Regions from separate parts of the Mus musculus genome. Here all the other regions are linked to region 1. A link is a contact called in public Hi-C, HiChIP or PLAC-seq and Micro-C data. All regions are on one chromosome and are shown on one strand. Each heading gives the region's core, a stretch centred on a gene start, on an enhancer-like site or on the middle of the called end of the contact. The rest is flanking DNA. Distances are from core to core; before and after follow the strand shown. Region 1 holds the start of App (amyloid beta (A4) precursor protein). Region 2 has its middle 39 kb from the start of Gabpa. Region 3 overlaps Cyyr1 (cysteine and tyrosine-rich protein 1). Region 4 holds the start of Mir155hg (Mir155 host gene (non-protein coding)). Region 5 overlaps Cyyr1 (cysteine and tyrosine-rich protein 1).

Evidence for each region. Hi-C and Micro-C count contacts between places; a contact is called where the count stands out from the background. HiChIP or PLAC-seq counts read pairs in DNA pulled down with a chosen protein or histone mark.
Region 2: a Hi-C map of forebrain shows a contact between it and region 1, with 5 times the contacts expected there. The contact joins the enhancer-like site here to the promoter of App in region 1. A contact is called at or near these places in 2 of 39 promoter capture datasets (hippocampal neurons and neutrophils), 11 of 484 Hi-C or Micro-C datasets (the N1E-115 cell line, cerebral cortex, embryonic stem cells and 4 more), 9 of 115 datasets of contacts at active chromatin or transcription factors (bone marrow-derived macrophages, embryonic basal ganglia, embryonic forebrain and 6 more) and 1 of 9 other capture datasets (adipose tissue).
Region 3: a contact with region 1 is called in an H3K4me3 HiChIP or PLAC-seq map of neural tube, with 2.9 times the contacts expected there. The contact joins the enhancer-like site here to the promoter of App in region 1. A contact is called at or near these places in 7 of 39 promoter capture datasets (the 3T3-L1 cell line, 3T3-L1-derived adipocytes, cranial neural crest and 4 more), 3 of 484 Hi-C or Micro-C datasets (B cells, cortical neurons and forebrain) and 9 of 115 datasets of contacts at active chromatin or transcription factors (craniofacial prominence, embryonic forebrain, embryonic hindbrain and 5 more).
Region 4: a Micro-C map of embryonic fibroblasts shows a contact between it and region 1, with 6 times the contacts expected there. The contact joins the promoter of Mir155hg here to the promoter of App in region 1. A contact is called at or near these places in 3 of 39 promoter capture datasets (embryonic stem cells, liver and pre-B cells), 3 of 484 Hi-C or Micro-C datasets (embryonic fibroblasts and embryonic stem cells) and 2 of 115 datasets of contacts at active chromatin or transcription factors (bone marrow-derived dendritic cells and embryonic stem cells).
Region 5: a contact with region 1 is called in a Hi-C map of the N1E-115 cell line, with 4 times the contacts expected there. The contact joins the enhancer-like site here to the promoter of App in region 1. A contact is called at or near these places in 3 of 39 promoter capture datasets (3T3-L1-derived adipocytes and liver), 2 of 484 Hi-C or Micro-C datasets (the N1E-115 cell line and cortical neurons) and 4 of 115 datasets of contacts at active chromatin or transcription factors (embryonic forebrain, embryonic hindbrain, embryonic midbrain and 1 more).

What each region holds. Positions count from the first base shown.
Region 1 is chr16:85,172,443-85,176,180 of GRCm38.p6, forward strand. It overlaps App (amyloid beta (A4) precursor protein), which reads right to left and starts at 1,265. Exons shown (of 18, transcript NM_001198823.1): 1 at 1,060-1,265. The coding sequence starts at 1,116.
Region 2 is chr16:84,872,589-84,876,652 of GRCm38.p6, forward strand. No RefSeq gene overlaps it. Among named protein-coding and RNA genes, the nearest start is that of Gabpa, 39 kb to the left of the region's middle. Within about 2 kb of position 2,788, at least 34 of the 459 cell types and tissues checked have an H3K27ac peak or open chromatin away from gene starts, as enhancers often do. A contact at or near this core is called in the N1E-115 cell line, cerebral cortex, embryonic basal ganglia and 3 more, where this site is marked.
Region 3 is chr16:85,472,815-85,476,745 of GRCm38.p6, forward strand. All of the region lies in intron 2 of Cyyr1 (cysteine and tyrosine-rich protein 1), which reads right to left. Among named protein-coding and RNA genes, the nearest start is that of Cyyr1, 76 kb to the right of the region's middle. Within about 2 kb of position 2,132, at least 4 of the 459 cell types and tissues checked have an H3K27ac peak or open chromatin away from gene starts, as enhancers often do. A contact at or near this core is called in neural tube, where this site is marked.
Region 4 is chr16:84,711,347-84,714,985 of GRCm38.p6, forward strand. Mir155hg (Mir155 host gene (non-protein coding)) reads left to right here and starts at 1,677. Exons shown (of 2, transcript NR_132106.1): 1 at 1,677-1,747; 2 at 2,707-3,639. Mir155 (microRNA 155) reads left to right here and starts at 2,794; the gene lies at 2,794-2,858.
Region 5 is chr16:85,526,945-85,530,897 of GRCm38.p6, forward strand. All of the region lies in intron 2 of Cyyr1 (cysteine and tyrosine-rich protein 1), which reads right to left. Among named protein-coding and RNA genes, the nearest start is that of Cyyr1, 21 kb to the right of the region's middle. Within about 2 kb of position 1,482, at least 6 of the 459 cell types and tissues checked have an H3K27ac peak or open chromatin away from gene starts, as enhancers often do. A contact at or near this core is called in the N1E-115 cell line, where this site is marked.

The DNA.
Region 1 (3,738 bases), core at 15-2,514:
TTCCCAGACGCACGCCTCACTCCCGGCTCGCTCTCTCTCTCTCTCTCTCTCTCTCTCTCTCTCTCTCTCTCTCTCTCTCTCTCTCTCTCTCTCTCAGGACTTTGCAGTCCCTCACAGGATTGCCAGTAGGTGGTGGTGATGCGGGGGTGGGAGACCGCGGGGCCCTAGCAGCACCTCTAGGCCCTCGGGGGCAGACGCGCAGCTCGGGGAAAGGAACGGCGGTGGCGCACCAACTACCAGGGCTCCGCCACCGCGCCCTGGACGGCGAGGGCGGGGTGTCGCGGCTTTTGTTCCCGGGGACCTTCTCAGACTCAGGGAGAAACTGGAGGTGCACTGAAGAGTCCTGGACGTCCAGGTTGAGGGACGGTGCCGGGTGGCCGCACTTTCCGATCCCTCCCATCACTTGGAACTTACACAAAAGGGAGACACGAAAATGCACAAAGTTTGCAAAAGGAAGGCGGCGGTGCGCGACCCCGCACCGACTCGGGAGAGGGTCGCTGCGCAGGCAGCCGCCGCCCGCGGCCGCCAGGAGCAAAGCCCAGCTTCGCAGTCAAGACAGGCGGGGGTGGGAAGGGAGTGTGAGCCAGGCGCTCCCCAGCATCCAGAGCTGCCCCCATTCCAACCCAGGACCCCAAGGAAGGGGAAGGGCGGCGATTTCCTCGCAGGGCACTGAATCCTGAGACGCTACGCTTTCGGTTTTCCACACGTGTCCCTTCCCCCTCGAACTGGGTGTCTCTCGCATCCCGGAGTCCAGCTCTCAACGCAGGGAGGAGTCAGGGTCTGCGTTCAGGCTCGTCCCCTCGCCTTCCAGCCCTAGGCTGGCACGGATATGGGGACCCCAGCGCCCTAACCCATTCCCTCTTCATCGCTCGGGCAGCGCGTCCCCGGGCAGGGTTGGGCCAGAGCCGCCGAAGCGCAGGGCGCCCGCAGGCGGGGGCGGCGAGGAGCGGTCTACCCGTGACAGCCCCCCACGTCTCGAGATTCAAGCTCCTCGGTGGGGAGGATCGCGTCCTCCCGGCGCCCGCCTCCCCAGTCTCGTTCCCAAGGCGCGGCACCCACCTCCAGAGCCCGAACCGTCCAGGCGGCCAGCAGGAGCAGTGCCAAGCTGGGCAGCATCGTGATCCTGCGTGGGCCACCGAGTGCTCCGTGTGCGAGTGGAAGATCCGCCGCGCCCTGGCTGTGTCCGCGCCGCCGCCGCCGTCTCCGGTGGCCCCGCGCTCGCTCTGCTCCCGGTGCTCTCGCCTCCCGCCGCCGAGGAAACTGACAGAGCTGGAGCGAGGCGGCGGGGCTCGCAGCCGGCAGAGTCAGCTGATCCCGCCCACCCGGCTCGCCACCCGACAGAGACCCCTAGCGGAGCCTCGGGGAGCTGCGCCCGAGCGCAGCGGGAGGCGACCCAGAGCCCACAGGTGCGGCGTCTTGGGCTAAGGGGAGCCGCGCTCCCGATGGGGTCTGGGAACCAAGTTGGGGAGTGATCTGGGTCAGGGAGAGGACCCCGCAATCGGGAGAAGGTGAACCGTAGGACGTTAAGGTTCCAGGGAAGTCGGGAGCGCTCTCGGCTCGTCCCCGCGCGAGCTTGAGTCACCCGACCCCGCAGGCCTCTCCCAAATGTGGTTGAGGAGCTAAGGCTGCGATGCGTGCATTTTTATCCGCAGTTCGTTCTCTCTATTTGGAGAGGTGGAGCGAGGCCGAGAACATTAGCAAAAGAAACAGGATTTTTTTTTTTTCTATTTTCTTTTTCTTTTGGTAGGAGGTCACCCTTCACGCCACTGCAATCTGGAATTTTTGTCTTTAGAATGTACCAGAGAAGGGCACAGGATGCAGAATGACCCATTTTTCTCCGTGTTTGGAGATGGGAAGTGGGTTTTTAAATGTATTATCATTGCATATTTGCTTGACGTGGATAATTTCAGAGAAGGGGACCGGCATCTGGGATTGAAGGAGGCAGGGAGGTAAAAATCTAAGATGGGGAAGAGATCAAAGTTAGGCCAGAAAAGATACCGAGTGATGGCTCTTTTTCCTCCACCTCCATCACCCAGGACTTCTTCCTGGAACTCTGCTCTCGATTTTTTTTTTTTTTTTTTTTTTTGGATCTGCCCTTATCCAGTGAAATGAACCTCCGTAAAACCATTTTCTCCTAGATTAAACACAAACTTCCCAGTGTTAAAATTACATTAGACCCATCCAGACATGCTCCCACTACCACCACCCTCCCGACCTAATGTGGCTTCAGACGCCAAGCTTTTGGCTCTCCCTAGGCTAGTGGAAGGAGATGAAGGTAATACCAAATGCATTCCTGGCTTCTGAGGCCACAGCCTTTTCCTTTACCTGATGTGTTTGCTGCTTAATTTTTTAATAACTTGACATGAGCTCTGGTCATCTGGGAAGGGGGAACCTAAATTGAGAGACATGCCTCCATTAGACTGACATGCAGGCAAACCTGTGGGGCATATTCTTTCTTATTAGTTGATGTGGGAGACCAGCCCTGAGCAGGTGGTCCTGGCTTGTGTAAGGAAGCAGGCTGAAGAAGCCAGGAGGGAAAAAAACAACAAGCAGTTTCTGCCACTGCCCAGTTCCTGCTTCAGGTTCCTGCCCTGTGTTCCTGCTCTGAGTTCCCTTCGCGTTAGACTGTGATCAGAACGCGTGAGGCTAATAAGCCCTGTCCTCGAGTTGCTTAGGATCGTGATTTTTTTATAACTCTGCAATAGAAAGCAACCTAGAAGGCCCGCTCTTTCTTTCCCACAGCAAGGAATCCAATCCCCTGTAAGTGTGGTGGGAGGATAGGTCTCCACCTCTTCCTTTCTGAGAAGTCAGCACTCATCTATCAACATGCCTACATACCACCTGCCCAACTCTACAGATACCTTTTTGTATTTGTCCTGAATGTCTGTCCTCTGAAGGTCCTCAACAAATAACAACAAATATTTGCTAAGTAACGTTTGCTTTGATTACATATGGCATTCATTTCCTACAGAAGCCAAGGAAAGGATAGGGAGGTAGCTCAGTCAATAAAGTACTTACTATCTAAACACGAGGACCTGAGTTCCACCCCTGGAAGCCACATAAAAATGTCAGCCATGCTAGCACCTGCTTAGGAGGGAGAGAGAGACAGACAGACTCTTGGGTAAGGTAAGCCAGGAAAGAGATCCTATCTCCAAAAAAAAAAAAAAAAAAGTGGAAAGCTTCAGCATCCAGAGCATCACCTAAGGATGACTTACAACAAGCATGCACATGCGCGCGCACACACACACATAGGCATGTACATACATGCACACATACACATATACACATACACACACAGACATACACACATATATACATACAGACATACAGACAAGCATACTCTTACACATACACACACATATCTATACTTCAAACACACTACATTTACACACACAGACATATACATACATACATACATACACATATATACATATATTTACTGACATACATACAAACAGACATACACACAGACAGACATACACACAGACACACTTACTCTTACATACATACACATATATACATATATTTACCGACATACATACAAACAGACATACACACAGACAGACATACACACAGACACACTTACTCTTACACACACACACATATACACAGATACACATATCTGTACTTCAGACACACGTACACTTAAACACACACACATACACAGACATACACACACATACACCTATAACACACACACACATATGCACACTTCAGACACACATATACTTACAGATA
Region 2 (4,064 bases), core at 1,538-4,037, 300 kb before region 1:
CTTAGTTTGACAAGACCCTTCTTGAACAAGCTTTTTGAAACTACACTCACCTGATCTCTACCTGAGCCCTACTCTGGGGCTCAGTATTGGGCTCCCCTCCTTCAGCCTCAAGGTAGGCGACTATAGCTTCACAAATCATTGGCATGACTTGCAGGTATTAATAAAAACAATTATAACGACCTCCCAGAACCCACAAATCTTGTCAAGTATTTGCAAAGATGTACAATAAATAGGACATTTCCTTCAAAATATGGCAAAGTTAATCTTTTCCATTTGTTTCTACTTTTCTTCCAGTCTTCTTTGCAGTTAACAGAATCCCTGTCAACCTGAATGCTCTAAAGAGCATTACAACGCCTTTCACCCCTCTGTTCTCCATCTTACACACCATCTAACAGTGAGGATCTGTCACTAACCACTCACAAATCCATCCTCTGCTGGCCTTGATGCCCAGGCCATGGGTTCTCACTTAGATTTCTGCACACATAGATAAGGCAAGTTAGAGTGGATGCATTTGTTTCTAATGGACAGAGAGTCTATGTTGTTTAGGCTGACCTCATTTTCCTGGGCTCAAGCAAACCTCCTGCCTTACCTTTCCAAGTATTTCGGCCTATTGATGGACTTGGTTTTGCTAATATTTGGTCGATGGTTGTCTTTGTTCAGAAGGGATACTGGCCTGCAATTTTCTTTTCTTGTATTCTTTGCTGATCCCAAAACTCAGGAGAAGTATGTCCTTTTCTAGTCTCTTGTAACTTTCATTTAATGCTGGCAATGTTTAAATCTCTGATAGAATTTACCAATGAAAACTGCCTAGTCGCTTTAACCATTGTAAAAATTTAGAAGAAAACTTCGATTCCTTACAAAATGGTACTTATTGATTTGAGACAGAAATAGTATTATGTATGTACCGAAGTGGCTCACTTTTGACACACGCACACATCAGCAGGAGGAAACTGTATACAGCCAACTTTTAAGAATGACGTCAAGTATGATAGTACACCTCTCCGATCCTCTGGAGCGCTTAGAGTCAGTCACAGATGGCTGAGTTCAAGGATTACATAGTGAGACTCTATCTTAGAGAACGAGGGAGTAGGGAGGCAGCCTGTATAACAGTCACCTCCACTCTCATCAGAGATTTTGGGATTGGGTATGTGTGGAGATGTCTAGATCAAAATTGAAAGAAAATTGTTTTTAAGAAGTAAGTTTTCAGTATGACAAAACTTCGTTTCCTTTGTTGTTGTTTACCCGTAAGTTTCAGGGGTGGGGTGGGGGTGACAAGTCTTTAAAGCCCGAGTCTTGGAATTCTTTCACATCAGTACCAAGTAGGAGCTTTTCTTAAACAGTTACTGTTTGTTTTTAGGTCTCCCTGCATATGCTCTTGAGTGAGTGTGTATGTCTGTGCGCGTGTGTACACTTGCTACATGCCTGTTTGTGGAGGTCAAAGGACAACTTCATCTACCATGTGAGTCAGGTCATTGGACTCGGTGGCAAGCATCCCTCCCCACTGAGCCATCTTGCTGATCCACAGGTAGGATTTTAGTATGTTGGCACGAGCTTCACGGGCTGATAGCAGGCAGCACTCAGCAGGAGGTTGAGACAGTTTGGACTAATGAGGTAAAGCCCAAATGTATCCTAGCTTTGTGCTCTGGGGAGTGAGATTCCAGGACACAGTTAGGGGAAAGGTTACTGGCCACCGGGCTCTGAGAGGCTGCAGAGGGGCTGGGTGATGGCTAAGCAGTTAGGCACACTGGCTGTTCTTTCATAGGTCCCGAGTTCAAGTGCCAGAAACCACATGGTGGCTCACAAACACCTGTAATGGGATTTGATGACCTCTTCTGGCATGCAGGTGTACATGCAGATAGAGCACTCATACATATAAATGAATGAATGAATCAATCAATCAATCAATCATTCAATCTTTTTAAAAAACAGAGTTTGCAGAACATAGAACACAGCTATCAGGTACCATTTGAGGGGGTACATAGAAGGTTCTCCCACACTTATTGGCTCACTGCCTTGAGGACACAGCCTACTGATGTCTGAAAACGCATACTTGAATGAAGCTCAGGAAGCAGACACAGGATCCATGCTCCCACCGCTGCAGAGGAAAAGTGGTAATTTTGAGGCATTAAATAATACAATCTGAAAGTACTATAACTGGCTATTAATTTGTGTCATGATTCTTAAAAAGAAATCCACTTTTAAAAACCAGAAGGCTAGGGATCAATTTCACATGCTCATCAATAAATGTCTCAAAGTATTTAATCATATCTCATGGCCACTCACATACACCTTTAAAATTATTTTTATTCTTTCTATTGAATTTTTGATAAGCCCTTCTCCCCTAATTCAACTGGAGTTTGTATGCTGCTTATCTGGCTACTATTATTGAGTTATATGTCTAAATAATAAAAATGAAACCATGAGAGTGAGGTTTCTGGGATAAGGCGAGGTCCCAGTTCCAGAGTTTTCCAGCTGAGGTCACTGTGGCTAAGGCATCCTCGGCTGGCACGAGACGCGAGAGGAAGAAGGATGCAAATCGGAAAGCGTGGCCAAAGCAAAAGGACAGGGACACATTTTGGAGATGACGATAAATGTGTGGTGGCGGCTGTTTTCCTTTGGACTCAGTGACGGGGAGAACGCTTGTGCCTGAGCTGATGAGCCGGCACAACAAACGTACAGACTAAGCTGTAGTGATTCTGCAGGTGGTCGGCATCACTGGCCTTCGCAGTGACGCAGCGCATAAGTCACTAAATCAGCCTGTGTCATATTGCAGTCACTCGCAGATTCCCTGCGTTGGAGCTCATTGGCTGGCATCTGAGCTTGGCAGACAGTTGTAGAGGGAAGCCGCAGGCTACCTTTCCAGCAATGGGTTGAGGTCCAATCCTTCTCCCTCCATGTCACCAGGACACGACAGGAAAGTCCGAAGCAAGCCCAGGGTTGTTTATTAAGAACAGTTACCCCAGTTCAAAGTGGCTGAAAATTCTAGGATTAAAAATGTCTGCCTGGCCGCATCACAGCTCCAAAATAAACAGTGTGTGCTTGAGCCCCGCCAGCTGTTTTGGTAGTCACACATGTAGTCTAAATGGCAAGGTAAAGAAATTTATGTAACTAAAAACTGTTCATCAACAAGGACTCCCTGGGTTTTTTTTTCTCCCCTTTGAAATGGGAAAACATATTTTTCAGATCTTACTCAGCTGTGCAAGGAGGTAAACAGATGTATTCCTTCACACTCCCTGCAGAGCATATTGCGCTGCTCACACATACAAAGCGATGGAGTTGAAGCTACACAAATGTTGTCTGTTATGAAACCTGTCTCCGCAGGGATATCATTTCCAAGGAGGGTCTCGTTTAAGAGACCAGTGCTTGGTGTCACGCTTTGTGCGAAAGGTGATTTTTTGTTTTCTTATGAACACAGTATTATTCACGTTTAAACCTTGGCTTAGTGGGCAGTTATTCCTCACCTCCTCCTTCTTAAACTTAGAGGATTTTATCTGTTTAAAATTCTGTTGTTCCTGTCGAGGTGTTGAATGGCTCCACTGAAGGAAGAAGGGTCTGGGTGAAGTTGAAGGGAATTCTAGGCATGGAGGCAACACACAACACAGCCTTGGAATCCGAGAGTTGACGACGGTGCTCCCCATGGAAACAGCATTCATTTGGAATTCTGCCAGAGCATGAGCACTGTGTTCAGCATGTACGTCCCTGTCAAGAGGCTGGAGGACCCTGCTGATGAGGCTCAGTGGCCCAAGAGAGAAGCCTGAGGAGGGGTTTGTGCCAAAGACACCTGCATCTTGGATAGTCTTGTAGCAACCCTCCAGACGACTGTCCTCTGCTGTCCATGGGGAATGACTCCAGACACAGGCACCGGACTTTGAGGGTGCGCAACACTCATAGGGCAAGAATTTGCATATAACACAAGCACAAACTCCCTAGGTCGCCTCTAGACTAATACATAGAACGTTGTGAGCACTCTGTAAATGATTGTTTAACGGTGCCATTTAGGGGTAGTGACAGGAAAATGGTTTGTTTTTGGTCACTAACTGTTAGCAGTTGTCAATTAACCTCTC
Region 3 (3,931 bases), core at 882-3,381, 300 kb after region 1:
ATAATACAATATTTATGATTACTCTGCGTGGTAATTTAATGACATCAATCACTGTGAGGCAGATGAGTAAAGAGAAGCCATTAAAAAGGCAAGGGCCACGTGAAACTGTAAAGCATCAGCAATGATGTCTGTTAGAAGAAGCCTTTCACACAGACATAAGAATTTCTAAGAACTACATAGCAGTTGTGAGAGTCTTCTCTAAGTGTGTGTGTGTGTGTGTGTGTGTGTGTGTGTGTGTGTGTGCGCGCGCGCGCGAGTGCACGTGTGTGCGCGAGAGCTCCTTCCTCCTAAGTCCCCATGACAAACCACAGAACAATAACACCAGAGTTCACTGGGGGAACCAATGAGTCTAAACAATTTAGAGTAATCAGTAAGTGATAATGGGGAGGAACTTGGGAGACCATAAAGAAGCCACACTAGAGGGTCTGAAACCAGCATGGATGGGCGGGGGGGGGGTAGACAGAGCTTTCCCCCTCATTCTTCCCGGCTGACTCACTTCTGGCTCCTCCCAGAGACCACGTGCAATTAGGGTAGATTGCCGTCAGCTGGCTGGGCAGAGGGCCCTATATTTGGATAAGGGCGCTTTAACCCTTCCACCTTTTCCTTGGATGAGGGAAAGCCAAGCGGGCAATAAGCCTAGCCATGGAGATCTTTTGCAAGAGAAGTCATGATGAAGTCATGATGAAGTCATGATGAAGTCATGATGGCGACAGCATGGCTGGAGAAAAGTCCTGTGTAACGATAGCCAGAGATAAATTGTTTCGAAGAGAGTGCTTGGATTTTAAAAAGAATAAATTTAAAATGAGTTCATTTCTTATTATAACAAATTACCAGTGAGTTAAGTGGTTCAATCTTTTCTTAGGGAAAGAAATATTAAATGGTCCAATTTATTTATGATAATCTATATATGAAATGACAGGGCAATGAAAAAAAATCTTATTCCAACAGCAGAAGAAAGTAAGATACAGACATAAAAGGAATAAAGTATGACACAATCTCCCATTAGAATATTCTAATTTCCCAATAACCTTGGAGTTTTGAGCAACGTATTACAGTAATATCTTTCAAAGCCAATATTTTAGCAGAATATTTTAGTAATTTATAATAAGATAGATAATTTAATAAAATTTCAACTTGCCTAACTTAAAGGGAGTGAATACATTTTCTTCTATGATGCTTTACTAAATCATCACACTATTGCAAGAATAGGAAAACAAGTGGCTGGAGTCATACCTCAGAGTCATACCTCAGCAGACGAGAACACTTACTGCTTTCGAAGAGGACCCAGGTTCAGTTCCCCAAACCCAAAAGTGTCTGCAACTCTAATGTCAAGGATCAACAGCCCTCTTCTGGCCTCCACAGACACCTTCATATATATGTGCGGTGCACATATATACATGCCAGCACATACACATTGGAAAACAAGCTAATGGAGAACTGTTTTCAGGTCTTGCATAATTTCCAATAATAATCATAGGGTCTCAGAACTATATTCTTATTATTTTCTCTATAGCTAGCTATATATGTATGTCTGTGTGTGAATATCATATTAAAGACTGCGATGCCAAATGGATTAGTTATTACTATTGTTCTGTGAATAAAATATCAGTGAAGGCTAAAAATACTACTCTATCTGATTTCCCCAAATGTTATTATTCTGAGAATAACAGAAATCAGTTACTAAAAATTCCCTAGGGGTGAAGTGCTAAGTGAAATCATTAAAGGGATTTGCAAAGGAGGAAGAGGAGGAGGGGGAGGAAGAGGAGGAGGAAGCGGAAGAGGACGAGGAGAATCAGTATTATTATTTTCTTGGCATGTTTCTATTTCCACTGACTGCAGGGTAGAGAATTTTAAATCCACGCTCACATTCACAGTCATCTCCCTGCCAAAGCAGCAGCAGGCTTTTATGGCCTAAAGCTGAAAGGTCTAATAAGGCCCCCAGGCTTGAGTTGATGCAGCCCGAAAGAACCGCAGGGGCAGGTGATGGATTTAATGGGATAATGAGCCTGTGAGCCTTGCTCAGAACTTGCTTAGGTGGATCTGCCAGCAGCTGGACTGACTATACATTCAAGCCTGGCCACTCTCCCCAACAGCTGTGATGCTCTTTCTGGACCCTGTCTGTGCCTAGACAAACCTGTGATGGATCACTGTCTACTGAGGCTGTCTCCTGCCTATGGTTTGCCTGGCTCTATATTTATCCTCTGGATTCCACTCTTCTGAGCTGGGGGCTGCCCAGACCTGGCAGCTGATACCTTGCCACACTTCTCTCCTTGTCTTGCTCACAGCGTCACCTCTGCCAGCCTGCTGTGATGGACTGGGGCTGCCATTTTGACTTCTTCCTATGATCTAGTATCATTCTCATTAACGTTATTTATAAAGTAACCCACTCTCCCCAGAACACTGTCTCGTGTTCTCTCAGGACAGACAGATATAACTAAATGCAAATTGATCCTGAGGTCATATCTTACTATTATCTACTTAAAAAAAACGAGACAAAACAAAACAAAACAAAAACACTATTTTTATCTTGTCTCATTTCAGTAGGAAACAGTTCTATAAAAGGAATGTGACTAGCCAACTAGGGACAGAGACCAATCTCTAGATCAATACTTTTAGCCAAGGCCTGGGTTATCCTGCGTGACCCAGCTTGCGTTACTTAACCTGTATTCAAGCTTGCTGTTTGGAACCACAGTGTTAAAAGGAGGAGTGGTAGGAGAGTGGATCAGAAGCAGAAGCTAGATAATTGTCAAGCATAGGTGCAAGTGTTCATGTACACTGTAGACTGGTGGAGTTGATAGTACCAAAATTGTAGGCTGGCTCTTGGGTGAGAAGATTAGGAAAACCTTCAATAACATTTTAGAGACTCTGACACTGAGAAGGAAAGGAAACAAGGGAAGGGCTCCAACTATGGATCAGAGTGTAGACTCATGGATGGTAGATTACATGCAGAACATCTAATAAAAGGATCAATCGCCCAATGATCTTGGGAAAGAATACAAGAGGTTCAGCTTGACAAAAGCATTGTGCCATGGAAGAGATTGGGGAAGGGTGGGTGGTTCAAGAGCAGAAAATTCACCGATGGCTGTCTTTGAATCATCAAAGCAAACTCTCCAAAACCTATGTAAGCCTCTGCTATCCTCAGGCAACAAAGCTTTTGAATAATCCCAGCATTTAAATGTTACCCAGCCTGGAGGTAACATGTATCTTATGGTGGAAAGTAGAAGGTTAAGGTGTTTCTGTGTGGCTATGAATTTTTAGGCTGCATTTAGTCTATCAGATTTTTACTTTTAAATCTCTCAAAGAGAACTGCTCTGCAGAATGTGTGCTCTGATCTTTTATAGGGAAAACAAGAAGAGTTGGACTAAGGAAGTAGGCGCAGGGAGGCCAGGGCACAAACTTGTCCATCTTGCTTCTTAATAGTCTGATTTTAATCAAGTGTATTTTCCCAAGGCGATTGTGTATTTAGAAGACACATCTGTTTTTAACTATATTTGGTAGAATTTTAAGATAACAAGCATGTAGCAACAGGAACTTTGCTTTGGTCTTAAAATCTATGACCTCTTAACTGACCCCTGGAACTTTGTGCTTACACTTCTGTGAATCGTAAATTAAAAATTTGTCTTTGAGATATAATTAGACAACATCATGCAGTCTGGTCTTGCTACCCAGATCTTTGTTCAGTCCGCATCTAATTGGCTTAGAGATATTTGGGGTTCCCTTCAACTCCCCAGAACATGATGAATTAACAGAAATTCTACTTTAGCAATGTTGTTGCTGCAGGTCAGCAAAGGAAAGCCAAGTAAATGGAGAAATCTTACCCACTAAGCACTAAAATAATAGATTGGAGCAGAATTAAATTTCAAAGATGTGATTAATTATAGAGCAATAGGAACAAAATTCAATGTACATTGACTAGTTATATTTCAAACTG
Region 4 (3,639 bases), core at 427-2,926, 460 kb before region 1:
ACACATGTATATACATATATATATAATTGTAGGAGGATCTAATTCATGATTTTCTTGCTTGTTTGCTTGTACGTATGTTTGTTTGAAATACAGTCTCTCCCTATATAAACCAGAGTAGCCTGGAACTCCCAGAAACCTTACTGCCTCTGCTTTTTGAGTGCTAAGATTAAGGGTGTGTGCCACCACACTTGGCCTACAACTCATGATTTTAACATAAAGTGAGACCCTCATAAAACAAATGGAGTCATTTGAGAGAAAAGGTGGGAATGAATGCAGATGTCTTTGATAACTCAATCAGAAACTTAAAACTGGTTACAGTGGCAAAGTTTGTTTGTATGTATGTATATGTGTGTGTATGTATGTATGTATGTATGTATGTATGTATGTATGTATGTATGTATATGTGTGTATGTATGTATGTATGTATGTATGTATGTATGTAGATATATGTGTGTATATGTATATGATGAAAGTTGAAGATGAGTATGAATATGATGCCCTTTCTTACAGCTCCAAAAGTTCATCTACCCTACTCTGTATGTGTGTGTCTGTGTGTGTGTGTTATATGTGTGAGATACATGTGTGTGTGTGTGTTACCACAAAAAAATTACTAAAAATAAAAAGATCCAGTATAGGACATATTCTTCTCTGAGTACCTTAGCTGATAACATTTTCCCTGGCAAATCAGCAAGACTAGACAGATTGTGACATTCTATGCCTCCCTTATACCTCAAAATATTATCCTGAAGAAAAGTCTAATTATATTCTCCTGGAATGTCCTTAGGTTTAGGCTATACCACAGAGAAATGGTGATATGCCACATAGTGAATGGGACCTGGACTTACGATTTGTCTGAACTAAATATAGTGCTTAAGGTTGGTCGAGATTTTTACCTAAGGTCAAAAGAGTTGATTGCAATAGCAATTCCTAACATTATATTTTATTATTTATTGAGACGGGGTCCAATATAGCCCAAGCTGACCCCAGAGGTGATAAGTAATTGGGAACAGCCCTGAGCTCATGATCCTCCTAAGTCCATCTCTCAAGTCCTGAGATCAAAGGCTGCACCAGTGTCCATGTATGTGGTACTTGGGAATCAAACCTAGGCTTTTCATGTAGATAGATGATAGATAGATAGATAGATAGATAGATAGATAGATAGATAGATAGATAGATAGATAGGTGTGTATGTGTGCACACATGTATGTATATATGTAATATACATATATATGTATATATGGCTATACATATATATGTATATATGGCTATATATATATAGCCAGATGTGGTGGTATATGGCTATAATTCCAGAATTTGGGAGACTGAAGTGTAAGGTCATGAGTTCAAGGCCAGCCTAGGTTATATAGGGCAACCTTGGCTACCTATACTAAATATATTCTTGGTAATACCTTTATTCAGATGGTATCTTTAAAGGATAGAAACAGAACTTATAGATAAGTTATTTACTTAAATTGGAATGGGGTTATGTAGGCACTCATGCACACATGCACAGTTGCATATATTCTCCCTAATGGGTCAATAATATGGCATGAAGTAGAACACTAGAATCTTAATAGATTTACTGAGGACTTACTGAGTTCAATGCACTATGAAGAGAAAAGGTATTATTACAGTCTTTCTTTTGGCTGAAATAAAATCCAAGATTGAAACTGTGTAATTCACAGACTTTCCTCATGAAACCAGCTCATCTGAGAAAACAGCAAAGTTTAAAAAAGAAATACTATCAGTAAGTATGATATATTTCCTTGGTTTGGAAATTTCCAAGCCACGATATTCTGCCCTGTCAAAATATATTCACTGGGGAATTTTTAACTTGATGCATTTCTTTTGAACTTAATCACATTTCTACATCTAGCTGGTTTCATTATTAAAGAAAAGAAAAGGTGGTTCCCCTCTGGTCCTAAAGGGAACCACAGACTTGAGTGATGCTTGAACTTCTAGGTTCGCGTACAGTAACACTGAAACCAGAAACTTGTGGGAGAAATGTCACTTTATCTGAGAGAGTAAAATCCAACTCTAACAGGAAACAGCAAATTCATCTTTTTTCTTTTTCTAAACCACTCTGCTGGAGACAAGTCCCTTGAGTCAGAGCTCTTTAAGGCGCACTTCCTTTACATGGGTCAAACTGAAGCCACCGGTTTGTGAGTCCCCAAAGGAATCACTGGAGGACAACAGGAGCATTTTCAGATACCTTTCAGGGCAGACCTGCCCTGGCTGTACCCCCTATCTTGAAGAAAAAGAAAAACGAATAAGGTGAAAATCGCAACTACTATTTATAGAATCAAAATGGGTTCATCCATTGAGTTTTAACTTTCAAAAATCATAAAGTACCATCCTAAATATCTGAGATTTCTTGAATTGCCTAGTGACCTGTGGGATGTACGTCAGAATATTACCCAGAACTGAAGTTGTGTCCTTTGAACTTCAGCATTGTAGAACTATGAACCGTGGCTGTGTTAAAAATGATACATGTATTCAAATATTTCCACAGAATTTAAAGTTTGATTTTATAATTAGTTTTTAAATTGCAAACCTTACAAAAATTTTCCAAAATTTACTTAGAAGCATTTCAGAGCTCTTTTCTTTCAAAGCTGAAGTCTACCTTGCCTTCAGATTCATAATCGTTCACTCTACTTTATAACTAACTGTGTGCGTACACACAACTATTTCTTTTTCTCTTTGCAGGTGCTGCAAACCAGGAAGGGGAAGTGTGTGGTTTAAGTTGCATATCCCTTATCCTCTGGCTGCTGGAGGCTTGCTGAAGGCTGTATGCTGTTAATGCTAATTGTGATAGGGGTTTTGGCCTCTGACTGACTCCTACCTGTTAGCATTAACAGGACACAAGGCCTGTTACTAGCACTCACATGGAACAAATGGCCACCGTGGGAGGATGACAAGTCCAAGAGTCACCCTGCTGGATGAACGTAGATGTCAGACTCTATCATTTAATGTGCTAGTCATAACCTGGTTACTAGGATAGTCCACTGTAAGTGTTACGATAAATGTCATTTAAAAGATAGATCAGCAGTATCCTAAACAACATCTCAACTTCAAGCCCACATGTTTATTTTTTATCTTGAATGGAAAGTGAAACTTGTATCATTTTTATTTCAAAATTATGTTCATAACCATCTTCAATGATTCAACCAGAATACAAAATGAATGCACTAAAAAGGACATTTCTATATTTCTGTAGTTAAAATTCAGGACGGCCATTCTCGACTGACATCTAGGATTGTCTGGAATACCTCTTGTAAGACTTGGAATTGGCATTTTTTCCACATTACAATGTATTAGTCAACTTTGATTTAAAATTTGTAACTCTTGTGTTTTAGTGTAAGGAAAAATTTAGGGTTAGTGTTAGAGTTTAGGGCTAGGTAAGGAAAAACTGAGTCAACACTGAATGATTTTTTTAAAATCTATGAGCCAGCTGTTGGTAGTTTACTCCTTTAATCCCAGCACTCGGGAGGCAGAGACAGGCAGATGGCTGAGTCGAAGGCCAACCTGGTCTACAGAGTGAGCTCCAGGACAGCCTTAGCTACACAGAAAAATGCCTTATCAAAAAATTAAGAAAATAAGATGAAGTATTAAAAAGTGACATGACAAATCATTCCTGAG
Region 5 (3,953 bases), core at 232-2,731, 350 kb after region 1:
ACAAAGGACTACAGAAAAGAAAAACATTCCAGAATGTGTGCCCCCCCCTCAATACCTGAGCACAAAGAGACTTTGCTTGCCTAGCCAAAGAGACCTCCTCCTACAGCTCTGAATGGTACCGAAGTCCACCTAGTACCTGGGTTATGTTTGGTCTACTGTGGATTAAACAGAGGAAGAAACCTGGCAAAGGCCTTAATTAATTAGGCATAACTAAATTTGTCTTGAATCTGCCAGGTAGCCATAGCCCAGGGTCGCTGTTGTACACACCCTGTCCAGGTTTGAGAGCTGCATTCAGTGGTAGCTTGGGGCAGAATGTGCTTTCTCCATCTCGCTCAGAATCAAAACCAAGGCTTCCACTCAAAAAGGAAGAAACAAAACTATCATAAGCACAGCAAATAGCCTGACAGTGGTGGCGCATGCCTTTAATCCCAGCACTTGGGAGGCAGAGTCAGGCAGATTTCTGAGTTCGAGGCCACCTGGTCTACAAAGTGAGAACAGCCAGGGCTATACAGAGAAACCCTGTCTCAAACACACACACACACACACAAGCTCAAAAAAAAAAAACAAAAAACAAAAAAACAAAAAACAAAAAAAACCCAAAAACAACAAAACCAAAAACGGCAAATACGCCATGGAATGTAAAATAAGTTGACTATACGAAGCCAAAAAGATGAATGAAAAGAAATTGTTCTAGACATGATCAATCTCAGTCCTTGGAATAACCAGTGGCTCTGAGTTGCCATACAATCTGTTTTTTTATTTGTTACTAGTGGATATGTTTTCTGTCTGAAGACTACCATGGTTGTACATTATATACAATAAATAAAGGCAAACTGTTGTTCTTTAACAGCCCTGTAAGTTCTATAAGCACTGGTTTTTATGGAGAGAACTGCTAATTAGCATAATTTTTGAAAAGCCTAATCAGGACCATTCTGAACTGCTACATGCAAAGGCACACTCATATCTATAGATCACTGTGATCACACTGCTGAGATGCGCTGCCGTCAGAACACTGCTGTGTACATCCATTATTCATGTACCAGTAGAGAAGAGCCAGGCATGTTCAAAACAGATGCCAGAAATCTTGGGAATTAAATTTTGAAAGGGGAATTAACTAGAATTCTACAGTGAATCTGTTTGTGAAGCCAATCATTACCTCTCGGCATTTGCTATTCCATGTGCTATTTCTTTTTCGTAAATAAGAATTAGGTAACATTATTCAGACCTGTCCCTGTTTCCGAGACCCTCTTCTAACTCCCCGGTCAGCCTATGGTAACATGGCAGACATGTAAATCTAAGAGGCATGGCTTTGGGGGCTGTGGTATACTTTTTTGGCAATCTCTGGGCAGAGGGATACAACACTTATTGAGCTGCCTTCCAGTCGGCAATCTATAATCACATTTGATGGAGCAGCTGGACAGCTTCCCTGAGGCTGAGGGTGCTCCCGGGGGCAGGGAAGCTCCAGTGTCAGCAGGTGGCAGTAGCAGATGTTACTCTTCTGTTGACACTGAGGAAGGCCCGGGAAATCCCCTCAGCAGGCTAAGCCCCGCCGAAAGGCCTCCAGCTTTCCAAACTCTCTTGGCGAAGACACTCTGCTCTGTACTTGTTTTCTTTTCTCCCTTAGTCCAGATATTTTCCAAGTCTGATATGTTTACTACTGACAAAAATGCATACATCCCTGCTGATTGCTTCCATGTATAAATATATCACCCAGCCCTTTAGGATCCAGAAGCAAATTCTTTATTTCCCTTTTAACTACTTTCAAGGGAGGGTCAATGAGGTTAAGAAAACAAGAGAATTCCAAGGGCATTTTTTTTTCCTGCATCTCAACGGTCATAATCTTTCTTCTATAACTTCATTTTACTTCAACCAATATGAAGTATATGAAGCTCCCCCAAAAATGTCTTGTTATCCAGTAAAGGTGAGGCCTCTCCAGCTAGTCTAAGAATGGATATTTTTTAATATTACAATCTTAAAGTAGAAGGTTTAGATACAAAGGATGTGCTTAGATTAATTCTAATCATTAGTTTTAACTAAGATATGAAATTAGCGATGAATGGATGGACAGACTGACGAATGAATAGGTGATGATAAAGTATCACTCACAGAACACTATTCAACTATTAAAAAAGAACAGAATACTGCCATCTGTACCAGCATGGACAGAGCTAGGATGCATGCCTTAAGCAAATGAACCAGAATAAAACCACATTTCCATGTAGAAGCTACAACAAGAAAATCATCTTTTATATAGATTAACAGTTGCATAGGTTGCGAAGTGGGAGGTGGATGGATAACAGTAGGTTGGATTTGACCACTGCATGTCTTCTGCATATGTCAATTACTGAACTCCATAAACTTGTGGAACTAATATAGTTTCATTGAAAATAAATTCAGGGTCGCCATCTTGGTTCCGGGACTCAGCAAAACTTAGGAAATTAGTCTGAACAGGTTAGAGGGTGCGCCAGAGAACCGGACAGCTTCTGGGACGGGCAGAAGCACAGAGCCGCTGAGGCAGCAGCCTGGGCGGGCCGCAGACAACCGGCCACCATCCGGACCAGAGGACAGGTGTCCGCCTGGCTCGGGAGACGGCCTCAGCCTCAGGAGCAGCGGTCACCATCTTGGTTCCAGGACTCCCTGGAACTTAGGATTTTAGTCTGCACAGGTGAGAGTCTGCACCACAGAAGCTGACAGCTTCTGGGAACTGCCAAAGCAACACAGCTTCTGAGAGAGGCCCTGTTTTGGGCCTTCTTCTTCGACCAGGAGGAGGTCCAAAAACAAGATATCTGCGCACCTTCCCTGTAAGAGAGCTTGCCAGCAGAGAGTGCTCTGAGCACTGAAACTCAGAGGAGAGAATCTGTCTCCCAGGTCTGCTGAGAGACGGTAACAGAATCACCAGAAGAACAATCTCTAAACAGAGTCAACTATAACTACTAACTCCAGAGATTACCAGATGGCGAAAGGTAAACGTAGGAATCCTACTAACAGGAACCAAGACCACTCACCATCATCAGAACCCAGCACTCCCACTTCGCCCAGTCCAGGGCACCCCAACACACCCGAAAACCTAGACCTAGATTTAAAAGCATATCTCATGATGATGGTAGAGGACATCAAGAAGGACTTTAATAAATCACTTAAAGAAATACAGGAGAACACTGCTAAAGAGTTACAAGTCCTTAAAGAAAAACAGGAAAACACAATCAAACAGGTAGAAGTCCTTACAGAAAAAGAGGAAAAAACATACAAACAGGTGATGGAAATGAACAAAACCATACTAGACCTAAAAAGGGAAGTAGAAACAATAAAGAAAACTCAAAGCGAGGCAACACTGGAGATAGAAACCCTAGGAAAGAAATCTGGAACCATAGATTTGAGCATCAGCAACAGAATACAAGAGATGGAAGAGAGAATCTCAGGTGCAGAAGATTCCATAGAGAACATCGGCACAACAATAAAAGAAAATGGAAAATGCAAAAAGATCCTAACTCAAAATACCCAGGAAATCCAGGACACAATGAGAAGACCAAACCTACGGATAATAGGAGTGGATGAGAATGAAGATTTTCAACTCAAAGGACCAGCAAACATCTTCAACAAAATTATTGAAGAAAACTTCCCAAATATAAAGAAAGAGATACCTATGAACATACAAGAAGCCTACAGAACTCCAAATAGACTGGACCAGAAAAGAAATTCCTCCCGACACATAATAATCAGAACAACAAATGCACTAAATAAAGATAGAATACTAAAAGCAGTAAGGGAAAAAGGTCAAGTAACATACAAAGGCAAGCCTATCAGAATTACACCAGATTTTTCACCAGAGACTATGAAAGCCAGAAGAGCCTGGACAGATGTTATACAGACACTAAGAGAACACAAATTCCAGCCCAGGCTACTATACCCAGCCAAACTCTCAATTACCATAGATGGAGAAACCAAAGTATTCC